Linked DNA regions of Mus musculus: all the other regions are linked to region 4. The links are chromatin contacts, called in public promoter capture Hi-C maps. All regions are on one chromosome and are shown on one strand. Each heading gives the region's core, a stretch centred on a gene start, on an enhancer-like site or on the middle of the called end of the contact. The rest is flanking DNA. Distances are from core to core; before and after follow the strand shown. Region 1 holds the start of 2610507B11Rik (RIKEN cDNA 2610507B11 gene). Region 2 holds the start of Zfp830 (zinc finger protein 830). Region 3 holds the start of Lig3 (ligase III, DNA, ATP-dependent). Region 4 holds the start of Zfp207 (zinc finger protein 207).

Region 1 (2,819 bases), core at 106-2,605, 2.1 Mb after region 4:
CAAGAATTACAGGTTTATACCACCAGATCTAGTCCCATAAACACTTGAAACAACTGGCATCTATTGCAGAGTCCTCCAAGTAGCTCCTAAGATCCTCTTGACAATAATAATAATAACAACAACAAAAACAACAACAACAAGGGTGGAGTTAACTAGGAAAACTACCCATGGAGGAAGCTAAAGTTTGAAACCCCCTCCAAACCAACACACACACCACACACTCCCGCCCTTCTCCTCTCTCTCTCTCTCTCTCTTTCTCTCTGCAATTCCCGGAACTCACCACCGTCTGCTGGTGCTGCTGAAACTTAAGACTGACATTCTGGATCCAAAAAAATCGGAAGGAGCCAATCTTTAGCTCTGCCTGCAACTTGCGCTGACACCACCTGGTGGCCAACCGGACCACAAGCCACCTGCAGAAAAAAAACAGTTGGATTATAAGACCCTCTACCCTTTTTGATTCTAGAAAGGCCTTGCAAGGGGTGGTATCCTGAAGCCGGATTTTTCTTAGGAACTTTACGATTTTCCTAAAATATTTCTCTAGTCATACTCATTTAGGCACAACAACCAGAACTACGGGCCCCTAAATTCAAACAAAACTAGGCAAACGAAACTCACCCTCTAAAAGAGGTCAAAAAAAAAAAAAAAAAAAAAAAAAAAGAAAGAAAGAAAGAATAAACAAAGAAACCCTCAAATCTTTAGGAACCCAAAGTAAAAAGAGGTCCTCAAAAGGCAAAGTGAAGGCAGTCGTGTTAAATACGTCATCGCACACTCCTTAGAGGGTCCCTGTCTGCGTCCCCACCCTGCAGCCGTTTCCGAGAAGGCAGAGGTCACTCTCGGAACTGCTCAAACACCGCTCTGCTCTAGCCAGCCAGTCCTCCCGACCTCTCTGCAGGGCGCGGCTGCAGGTGCCCTTCGCAATCTGGGAAGAGGACACGGAGGCGAACGGGGCAGGAAAGGGAGACCACCGAGGGAGGCCCCCTCCCTCACACGCAAACATTCGGTTCCCGGACTGGACATTGCTTCGGGTCCAGCCAGATGCTTCAGCGCCCCTGCCCCCACCTCGCTTCCCCTCGCCTCGGCTGAGCGCCCCCTCCTGCTCGCGCCCCCTCCGCCTAAGGCGCCCGACCAACCCGCGCCTCCTCCAGCCGGTCTTCCTCGACCCCCCCGACCCTGTGGCTAGAATCCCCTCACCGGCCTAGGAAGAGTGCGCTAAGCGCAACCAGCAGCAAGACCAACAGCGCGGAGAGAAATAGAGGCATTTAGGTCCGGGTCCGGCCCGGCCTGGCCCCGACCCCCGCCATGCCGGGCCCTGACGCCGGAACCGCACAGCGCCGCGGCGGGCTTCGGCCGCGCACGCACACGCACGGCGAGGAAGCGTTAGTGCGCGCGCGCGTGTCCCCGCCCCGGCGGCTCGTGGACCAGCCGGCTGGCTCCCTCCACGACCCGCCCCGACCCGCCCCGACCCGCCCCAACCCGCGCGCGCGTGCGCGAGCCCTGAGGGCCGACCAGCGGCTTGCGCGGAGTGGAGGCGTGGCTCTGGAGAGGGAGGGCGGGGCGGACCGCGAACGCGCGGTCCTGCGCGCTACACCTAGAGCGCAGCCTGCGCGGCACGCCGCGGAGCTCCGGGTTCGCGCTGAGGGCGGGGGATCGGAGTCCGCACGAGCTCGCCGGGCGGTGACCAGGATGGGTCGTTTCTACCACTTTGAGGTTCCACTTCCAAAACGCATTCCCTAGGCCATTAAGAGCCGGCCTGGCTGGTGCCGGGCGTGGTGGTGCAGGCCTTTAATCCCAGCACTCAGGAGGCAGAGGCAGGCGGATTTCTGAGTTTGAGGCCAGCCTGGTCTACAAAGTGAGTTCCAGGACAGCTAGGGCTATAAAGAGAAACCCTGTCTCAAAAAAACAAAACAACAACAACAAAAGTTATGTGTCTGTAGGTCATAAGTGATCCTGTCTGAAAAGATTACAGAGAAAATTAAGAGGTAATTCAAAGACCTCAGCTATCTATCATCTCACCCCACAAGGAAACCAACTTTGTTTACTGTCTGAATACTGTTCCAGATAGTATCTTCTTATCTTTTTTTTTTTTTTTTTTTTTTTTTTGAGACAGGGTTTCTCTGTGTAGCCCTCTGTAGACCAGGCTGGCCTCGAACTCAGAAATCTGCCTGCCTCTGCCTCCCAAGTGCTAGGATTAAAGGCATGTGTCACCATGCCTGGGCCAGATAGTATCTTCTAACATCCTTCATGGGGAGAGCCATTCTGTATTTTTAGGTTTGTGCGATTGTGTATAGCACCACCCAGAACAGGGTGAAATATAGAAATAGTGAATATTGTTTTACCCTTTACAGATTATCTGGGAAGCAATTTTAATTACATGAAATACAGAGTTCAAGGTCAAATCAAGCCAGAGTGAATTTTGCATTCTTCATTGTTAAATGAAGGAAGTAGATAAGGTCTGTTATGCTTATTCTCATGAGTCAGTGTCTGACTAATGACTTACTAACACAGTACCAGATAAACACAGTACCAGATAAAGAAATCCAGATGGTTCCAAGGTATTATGAAGTATTTTGTGTTCTTGGTTCTCAGATCCTAATCTGCATATAATTCTTCCAGATTTTTTTGATTGGCCTCTTCAAATAACAACTTCAAGGCCTGTGAGATGGATCTATAGGTAAAGGCACTTGCTGGCCCGAGGAATTGATTTCCATCCTCAAAATCCACAAACTATCCTCTAAACTACACACACCGGTTCATCTTCAAAATCTGTAGCTTTTTGTTCAAGTGTGGTTTCTCAGTGTTCAGGTAGGATCTAAGAACTC
Region 2 (2,880 bases), core at 304-2,803, 2.4 Mb before region 4:
AAAACAACCTTCCCAAAGCGCCAACCCTTGGAGTTTAAGGCTTGAAAATATATATACATCGAGGTCATATAAACATGTGTCTTTTTTATCTGACTAATATAAGGATCAAAACAGAGTGACTTATATAAATATATACTTAGCTATGTGCAATATTTACAACTTAGATTTTACAACTGAAAAACCACATTGAACCTGTAAAGATGAAAAAGTTGGCAATTTGTGGTTATAATTTCAAAAATGTCAAAAACGGTTTTACCTCAAACATTTTATAATAAATAGCACCGCACACAGTACCATCCCCAAAGTATTACTCCTCACTGGCTTACTTTATCCCAACAATTAGGGGTATCCAAGGTCAGAGGAACCCAAGAACTTGGACACAGCACTTTTTAAGGGACAGCGGGGACTGATGGAAAGCTTGGGTCTTCAAAACCTTACAGCAAAGCCCCCTTTACCCTCCAGTCCTGAGACAGCAAATCCTGTAATTCTCCTTCGTCGTCACTGTCCACATTCTCCTCTTCCTTTTTCTGAAGTTCTTTTATGGTCAAAACCTCTTTAAGTTTGTTTTTTATTTCATCCTGGCGATTCCGCAGCTTTTCCACTCGGCGGTAACATTCTATCTGCTCATCAATCTCTCCAATCTGCCGGTCCAACCGTCCCTCCTCATCCTCTTCAGCAACGATCGCTTCAGAGATAGTGTTGACTTGCCTCATAGCCTTTTGAAACTCGTCCCACTCTTTGTCCATCTGATCCTTTGGGGCATCCACCTTCCGGACCTTTGCATCTACCTCAGGGTCGTCGAAGAACCCTTCTGGTAATGCTTCGGCGGTGTTCTCTCTTCTTTCCACCACTTTTTCATGTATTTCTGCTTTCTCAATGGACCCTGAATGAGGAACTAAGGGGGCCTTGGGAGGATTTGTATTAAACGGATCGTTTGGCAGCACATTGCTTGTTGTCTCCCTCGGAGAGGCAAGCGAGTGTTCTTTGCCCTGTGCATCCGGAAGATGCTTGCTGCTGTCCCTTCTTTCTTCTCCACCTCCCTCTTCTTCCTCCTCTTCCTCATCGTCATAATCAGGCAGTAAACCGAGTCCAGGTTTACTGGGGGCCGCCCTAGCGGCATCCAAGTTGGCGGACGAGGCTGAGGTGGAGGGCTGTACCTGAGGTCCCGCGGAGGCCTTGGCTTTCTTGGCGTCTTGGCTCTCCACATCCGTCGCTCTCCTCTTGGTGGCCTGAGGTACAGTGCCGGTCGACGGGCCCTGGGTTGCTCCTTTGGCGCCTTTCAGCTCCGCTACTCTCTCCCGGTGCTGCTTTCCCAGAACATGGGTCTGCCACAGGAGCTCGCTCTTGACCGGGGTGTTACACAGTGCGCAGCTCAGCTGCCCCAGACGGTTGTACTTGGCGAATGGAGATTCGATCCTCTTCCGGTTGGTGCTCAGGCGCTGCTTCTCCCTCATCAAGCGCCTCAGTTCTTCCTGATTCACCACTCGCTTCCCAGCCGGAGTCCGAGTAGAGGTGGAGGACGCCATGTTTGCGCCCAGGACTCAGGCGAGTCTAGCTTCCGAGGCGTGATAGCGTCACTTCCTGTTATGGCGCCGATTGGCCCACACTCAGGAGTGTGGGCGTGGCGCCAGGGTTCGGAGTCGGCAAGTTTGGGGCTGGACTGTTGAACCATGGCTGCGATCAAAATCGCTAACCCTGGCGCTGAAGTGACCCGGAGCCAAGCGGCCTTGGCTGTGAACATCTGCGCCGCCCGTGGGCTGCAGGATGTGCTGCGTCCCACCTTGGGTCCTAAGGGCGCGCTAAAAATGTGAGATGCCGCTAGAGTGTGCGGGGTGTCGCGGCTCACTCTGATTCTGATGCTGATCAGTGAAAACCTGTGAGCAATGCTGCGACATTTAGACACCCGGTTTCCTCTCTCTCACTCCTGCTCTTAGGATTCTCTAGCCGAGGAAGAGAGCGCCTCCCCGAAGAAAAGACTCCGTCAATAGAAACTGTTAGCCTTGTGCGCGCGCTCAGCAGACGTTGGGCTGCAGCTCCGCCGCAGGCAGTATTGTTTTGACGTGGTGGAGTGGTACTGGCTTTGGAGCTAGGCAGGCATAGGTTCAAATTCAAGTTCCATTATCTTCCAGCAGTTGGGACTCTCCGCACCTACAGTTCTTCATGTTTAGTCATCCATTTGGACATATGTTTATTTAGCACCATTGTTTTACGAAGAAAGAAGAGTAGGGGAGATCAAAAGGTCTCTTGGGAAAGAGACACCCTGAGAGGAATGAGCAAAGTAGCGTTTATAGTAAACGAGTCCACTTAACACTAGATGCTGGAAAAACAGATGGGATAGTTTCTGTCCTTTCCTTTAAAAACCTGATTTATATTTACGTGTGCACATCTGTCTGAGTTTATGTGCATCAGGTGTGAGCAGATGCCCCCAGAGGTCAGAGGGTGACAGATCCCTAGAACTCGAGTTATAGGCAGTTGTAAGCCATTTGATATGGGTGCTGGAGACCAAGCTCAGATCCTCTTCAAAAACAATAAGTGCTTTTTAACTGCTGAGCCATCTCTCTAGCCTTTGAGATGGTATCCTTAAAGTGACATGGCAGTGACAGGTATGTCAATTATATAGAGATGCAAATGATTTTACAGAGGAAAGGGCCCAATTACCGATGATTGAAGGAAAATCCTCTCAGATATCAGGGGATGTTTGATCAGAGTTGTAGAAGAATGAGTGACAGGAATCAAGACCTCCTAGTGGTGTAAATCCACCAGAAATAAACATTATAATGCATTAAGGGAACAGAAAGACCTACTGTGGGAATAATGGTGGATGGAACAGGAGAGTTTGGAAAAGGCCAAGTATGTTACTGATAAATTACCTGGATTTTT
Region 3 (2,913 bases), core at 383-2,882, 2.4 Mb before region 4:
ATCAGGGGAGGTTGAAATAACTGGACTGTAAGAATCTAAGCAAGTGATGAACCAATTCAAGTGGAAAATGATTATTCCTATCCCTTCTTATATCTGTAATTATTTAAGTGGCTTTACAGTTTTAATTTTCAATTTACTGGAAACTATTTTTAGTCCCCACTCTGCTGAGAACTTTAATTGATATTGTGTCAGAGCAGCAAGAAGGCTGAGGTAGAGCGGAGCACAGCAGGTGTACTACTAAAGAAAGGGTTGGAGACCAAGCCTACCCATCTACAGCGGGGTGGGGAGGTGGGGGCAGATATCAGGCGACTTGGTTTTCTCCAACAAGGTGGACCCTAGCCAGACACCTTAGTTGGCCGATCCGATCCTCCCACCTCCAGCCCTAGAATTATAGGTATGAACCACCAAGCATGACTTCAGTTTATTTTCTATTATTTATTTTTCGGTTTTTTTGTTTGTTTGTTTTTAGATAGATTTTTCTATGTAGCTCTGGCTGTCCTGGAAGTCACTAGGAAGAGCAAGCTAGTGTTCTGAGTGCAGGGATTAAAGGCGTGTGCTACCACACCCGGCCCCAGTTTTATCTTAAAAAACAACAAAAAAACAACAACAATTACAACAGGACTAAGAGCTAGTTATGGTGGTTCTCGTCTGTAATCATATCAGAAGGCAAAGACAGAAGGATTGCTGTGCGTTCGAAGCTAGAAAGTCTGGTTTACTTAGTAAATTTCTGTCTAGCCAGGGTACGTCGTCAAGACCGTCTCAAAAGGAAAACAAGCAAGAAAACAAACCCCCCAAAGATTAGAACTACTTCATGGGGTGGTTAGGAAAACTACAAGGAGTACGAGGGCAAGCCGGACGTGGAGTTCTGAAGTTTGTATACCAAACTTGTGTATTTGACAATGTTCGACTTGGGGGAGGGGAGGTCCGTAACTGGCAGACTCAGGGGGTCACACAAGCCCTAACCGTTAAGAATCTGAGAGGCGAGTGAAGGCCGGCAAGGGCTGAGGAGGAGCTCAGGGCGAGTAGGAGTTCAACTTTCCGCAGAGTAGGGTGGGTAGGGTGTCGTATCGCCCATCCCGGGATACGACAAATAACTACCCGGGGAGACCGGCGCGAGGAGGCCGGGAGCCCGAAGAGCAAGCAGCACGCCGTTCTGCCCACAGGCTGTGCGGGCGAGCCGCGGCCGCGCAACAAGGCGGCGGAGAGGGACCGGCGGCGGCCCGGCCCCGACCCCCTGAGAATGCCCACTCTGGCATCCTGCCCTTCCCGGTGGCTGCCCAGGGTCCCGGGGGCCGCGGGCCTCCCGTGGGCTCCCGTGGGGGCGCCACGTCACGGAGGGTGTGCCCCCAGGCTGAGCGGCGGGCGGGGGAGGAGCCACGGCCACTCCAGCCACGCCGCGTTCGGCCCCGGCCCTCCCCACACGGCGCACCGCGGCCCGCCGCTCCGCGCCGCGCCGCCCCTCACCTGCCTTCTCGGCTGCCCTGGCTCTGACGCTCCGCACGAGCCACCGGACCAGGCGCCCACAAGGCCACGGGTCCCGCACGATGAATAGACCGCCTGTCTCTTTAAATACGGGTACTCCAGCCGGAGGCAGGGCGCAGGCGCAGTAACCGACTTGCGCCCTCGGACCCCGCCCCCTCCGGTCGCCACGTGGGTCGCTGTTCTATTCCTACCCGGAAATCTTGAACTGAGTGTTGGGTTGGAGTGGCGGCTTGGGGCGCAGCGTCCCTGAACTTCCTAGAGTTTCTCAGATTGTTAGATATTGAAGGTAGTGTTGAAAAATCATTGCAGTGATCCTAGGGATGGGAAGCTCGAGTCGTTCCACCTGTGTCTTCCGCACCGCAGGAGTTTTGCTGAATTAAAAGGCACTACTTTAATTAAAAAGGTAATTAGAAAATGTGAAGAACAGGGACTGTGGCCCCGTTTATGTCATTTAGCGAACTAGTGCTTCTAAACCTCAAATAGGCTCTGTGAGTTCAAGATGGCTAATTTTTCAAAAAATAAAAGTATTCAGGCCTTGTTCAGTCTGGGAAGGGCAAACAGTTGGGCTTTGTTAGGTAAATAAAGTGCAGATCGTGGAACTAAGTTCTATTTCTGAGGAAGAGTTTAGCTTTTTTTCCATAGGGAAAGAACGCTGTGAGGGGTCACTATAGTTGAAGCTGGTCAGGGGAGAGACTAAGACAAGCCGACTCACTAAAAGGCTGTTGTCCATATCAAAGTGGCCTTGAGATGGAGAGGAAGGTGTATGCTTGAATCTGTGTGAGGTGCTCAGTTATTTGTTCATAGAAATGAAGGGCTGATAGACGAGGTCTTTAACAGAACTGGAGAATGAGCCGAGGGAGGCTCTCTGGAGTTCAAGGTTGAGTGTCTGCTGTACTGAGGCCAGCTAGATCCTGGTGTTTGAAATGAGGTGAAGGCTCTTTGTTTTCTCTTAACTTGCAGCAGGATAAACCTGGGTTTGGAGTTCGGAAGGCCTTAGGCTCAAGGGCTCCAGTTGAGGAAGCGTGAACATTTTGACTGGAGTTGATCTTAACCCAATGGACTTTCCCTGTGCTGACCAACCCTTTCATCACAAGCAATATATTCGGTTGCTGAGCCCTGGAAATGTAAGCAGTCTGAAGTGAGAGATGCTGTAAATGAACACTGTACACTGACAAGTACCCAACACTTCCCCAAAGAGAGTAAAATACCTCATTAATAGTAATAGTGCATATATTCCAGTTATTTGCTGGCCAATTTTTTATGTGTTCGGTTAAAGAATATTTACTGTCACTCACCTGTTTGGTTTTACTGTCTTTGAACTAGGGCATCAGAAACGATGGGGCTGCGTGCTTAACTCCCATTGTTATGGCTCCAGCTCAGCACTCCACAGACAGAAAGCCTGTGGTGAGGAGCAGTGGGTATCTGCAAAGG
Region 4 (2,700 bases), core at 192-2,691:
ACACTGCAGGCAATCTGTGGCAGGAATGACTACATCTGAACTAGATAAACTTGGTATGCAGTCTAAGATCATAAGCCCAAATAAAAATCTTTTAGCCTGGCATACCCCATGCCTTTGATTTCAACACTCCACATGCAAAGGCAGATATTTATTCTGAGTGCCAGGTCAGACAGCAAGACTAACTCAAAATATTTCTTTTCAAAAGAAAAGGCAACTTCAAACTGGGCAGTGGTGATCCATGCCTTCAATCCCAGCACTGGGGAAGCAGAGACAGGCGGAGGCCAGCCTGGTGGACAGAGCAATTTCCAGACAACCAGACCCCCAATCCCAAATAAAAAGACAGAGGGGGGGGGGAGGCAATTTCACAATTCATTAAATATACAATAGAGTTGAAACTGGGAATTCATAATCCATTATACAACTCATGACAAAGGGCACATTCAACTAAGAATCCATAAAATTTCTTCCAGTTTCATTATTAATCTATGCATTCAGGAAATGTAAATTCGCATATACTAAGAGTTCTGACCTCGCAAGACTTTTTCTGTGAGTGCATTAAATAATTCGTGACGGATTTTTAGCTACTTAACTATTTTAAAAACAAATTTGTCTTGAGACAAATAGTTTTCTTGTAATAGATTAAAAAAAATCAGTTTAGCGTAATACGTTATCCACAAAAAAAAAAAAAAAAAAAAAAGAGAGAAAATTGTTTTCCTTCTTAACAGTTTAACCAGTCCTACAAAATTGGGTAACGATAATAGAAACTCCACCCAGTTAAGCAACCGCTTCCCCAAGATTAAGGCGCCCGAAAGAGAGGCGGAAGCCGATTCTTCACCGCGAGGGGGGGGGGGCTAGTCACAGTTCAATTATCCAGGGAGTCAGGACATTTACCCCAAACTCAAGTCCCTTTGTGGGGTCTTCAACGAAACAACGGAGACAGGAGTTCTTAGGGACGACTGCACTTGGGGAACGTCTCCAGGCCCAATGATCGCGACAAACAAGCGCCTGAGTCACCGAGTTCAGCGCCACCAAACTCCGGAGCCCTCTCGCCCGAAGAACCCCATTTTACAAGAAACCACCCCAAATCCTAACCCAGCCACAGCACAAAGGCTCGGCTGGGCCCGGCCGGGCCCTACCAAACAGGCTTAACCCAAACCTATCAGACTTGTGTTCTCAAGAAGCGACACCCACGCTCGGCCTCCACGTCAACCCCACAAAGGATACCAGCACCACGGCTTGAGCTGCTTCTTCTTCTTGCGACCCATAACTGCGCCCTACAGAACAGGCAGAATAGAGGCGGAAAGAAGCTGGAAAAAACAAAAAACAAAAAACCCAAGAGACTCGCAGAGTTCTCCACACCAACCGCCACCAGCGCGTCCCGCAGGAAACAGACACAAAATGGCCGACACCCTCGTTCTATCTCCACCTCCCATCAGCCACCGCGGTGAGAGCTGTGCGGGTCACGTGACGCAGGCTTCGGCCCTGAGTGGCTGAGCGGGCGCTGCCGCCATCTTAATGGGGTTAAGTGGTGGTGGCGCTCCCGGGCTGAGGACGCTGATCCTTTAGAGCTTGGGTCATCCAGTACGTCGGCTATCCCGTATGCAAATTGAAGGGAGGAAAAGATTAGGAGTATAATTAAGGATAGATTACAAATAAATAAAGATAATTGGGACATGGTCAATTTGGGTTTTGTTTTGTTTTGTTTTTTGCTGTTGTGTGTTTTGCTTTTATTTTTTGAGATGGGTCTCTTCATAGCCCTGCTGATAGAGGAAATGACCAAGCTGGCCTCAAACTCAAAGATGCGCCTGCTTCTGCCTGCCAGCGACTGTTTGGGATTAAAGGCACACGCCCGGATTGCGACCTGGTCAATTTTTAAATCTTGTTTCAGTTGCCTTTCGGGAGTGGGGCGTATATGGTCAAGGAAGAGTTACCGTTTTTTTTTTCAGTGAACCACAGTCTAGGAAGCAGTATGGGTGAGATCAGCAGTAGCGATAAGGGAAATGTGAAGTGCTTCAGAATCGCAAAAAGGCAATCCTTAAGCGGCTTCGGAGAACATAGGAATGTTTAGAAAGATGAAAGAAGATGCAGTGGGAGAAAGCTTAAGTTATCTTATTACCTGGGTCTTGTGTCTGTTGTCCCAGCACTCAGAAGGCCAAGACAGAAAATGCTATGAGGCTAAGACTTAGAGGCTAGCCTGGAGAACAAAGCCTGATCTTGTCTTTGAATAAAAAAAAAAAAATTTTTTTTTTAAAATGCAGTGAGCCAAGCATGGATGGTGCATGCCTTTAATCCCAGCACTCAAAAGGCTGAGGCTGGTGGATCTGAATGTATAGCCAGGTTCCTGCCTACATAGAACATTCAGGGTTATGTAGAGAAACCTTGTATCGAAGTTTTAATTACTGATAAAATGCAGTGTTTGAGGATTTGAACTTAAAAGTAACAAGACAGGAAAAGTGTTGCTGGCAAAAGATAATCCTGGAAAATGTGGCAAGGAAGAGTGTAAGAGAATTGGATATTGTATATGCTGAAGTCTCTTGAAACCACAGAAAGGTTCGCAAACAAAAAATGTTGGTGGAACATGCCTGCAATCAGGGAATTCCAGGAGGCTGAGGCTGGAGTTAAAGGTCTAACCTCAGTTACATAGTGAATTAAATAATGCCTGGGATACATGAAACTTCATTTAAAAGTAAGATTGAGGGG

The links. Promoter capture Hi-C pulls out the DNA fragments that hold promoters and counts their contacts. Capture Hi-C pulls out chosen DNA fragments and counts their contacts.
Region 1: a promoter capture Hi-C map of adipose tissue shows a contact between it and region 4, with 2.3 times the contacts expected there. The contact joins the promoter of 2610507B11Rik here to the promoter of Zfp207 in region 4. A contact is called at or near these places in 2 of 39 promoter capture datasets (cranial neural crest and pre-B cells), 1 of 484 Hi-C or Micro-C datasets (embryonic stem cells) and 1 of 9 other capture datasets (adipose tissue).
Region 2: a contact with region 4 is called in a promoter capture Hi-C map of liver, with 4 times the contacts expected there. The contact joins the promoter of Zfp830 here to the promoter of Zfp207 in region 4. A contact is called at or near these places in 3 of 39 promoter capture datasets (liver, pre-B cells and stem cell-derived epiblast-like cells) and 2 of 115 datasets of contacts at active chromatin or transcription factors (astrocytes and embryonic stem cells).
Region 3: a contact with region 4 is called in a promoter capture Hi-C map of liver, with 2.3 times the contacts expected there. The contact joins the promoter of Lig3 here to the promoter of Zfp207 in region 4. A contact is called at or near these places in 2 of 39 promoter capture datasets (cranial neural crest and liver), 1 of 115 datasets of contacts at active chromatin or transcription factors (embryonic stem cells) and 2 of 9 other capture datasets (adipose tissue and embryonic stem cells).

Annotation. Positions count from the first base shown.
Region 1 is chr11:78,260,290-78,263,108 of GRCm38.p6, reverse strand. It overlaps 2610507B11Rik (RIKEN cDNA 2610507B11 gene), which reads right to left and starts at 1,355. Exons shown (of 39, transcript NM_001002004.2): 1 at 1,192-1,355; 2 at 281-410. The coding sequence starts at 1,259.
Region 2 is chr11:82,763,018-82,765,897 of GRCm38.p6, reverse strand. It overlaps Zfp830 (zinc finger protein 830), which reads right to left and starts at 1,553. Exons shown (of 1, transcript NM_025884.4): 1 at 1-1,553. The coding sequence starts at 1,526. The coding sequence ends at 435. It overlaps Cct6b (chaperonin containing Tcp1, subunit 6b (zeta)), which reads left to right and starts at 1,577. Exons shown (of 14, transcript NM_009839.3): 1 at 1,577-1,807. The coding sequence starts at 1,671.
Region 3 is chr11:82,779,828-82,782,740 of GRCm38.p6, reverse strand. Lig3 (ligase III, DNA, ATP-dependent) reads right to left here and starts at 1,632. Exons shown (of 20, transcript NM_010716.3): 1 at 1,465-1,632. It overlaps Gm11423 (predicted gene 11423), which reads left to right and starts at 1,699. Exons shown (of 3, transcript NR_126067.1): 1 at 1,699-1,885; 2 at 2,443-2,606; 3 at 2,806-2,913.
Region 4 is chr11:80,382,020-80,384,719 of GRCm38.p6, reverse strand. It overlaps Zfp207 (zinc finger protein 207), which reads right to left and starts at 1,441. Exons shown (of 12, transcript NM_001130169.1): 1 at 1,225-1,441. The coding sequence starts at 1,265.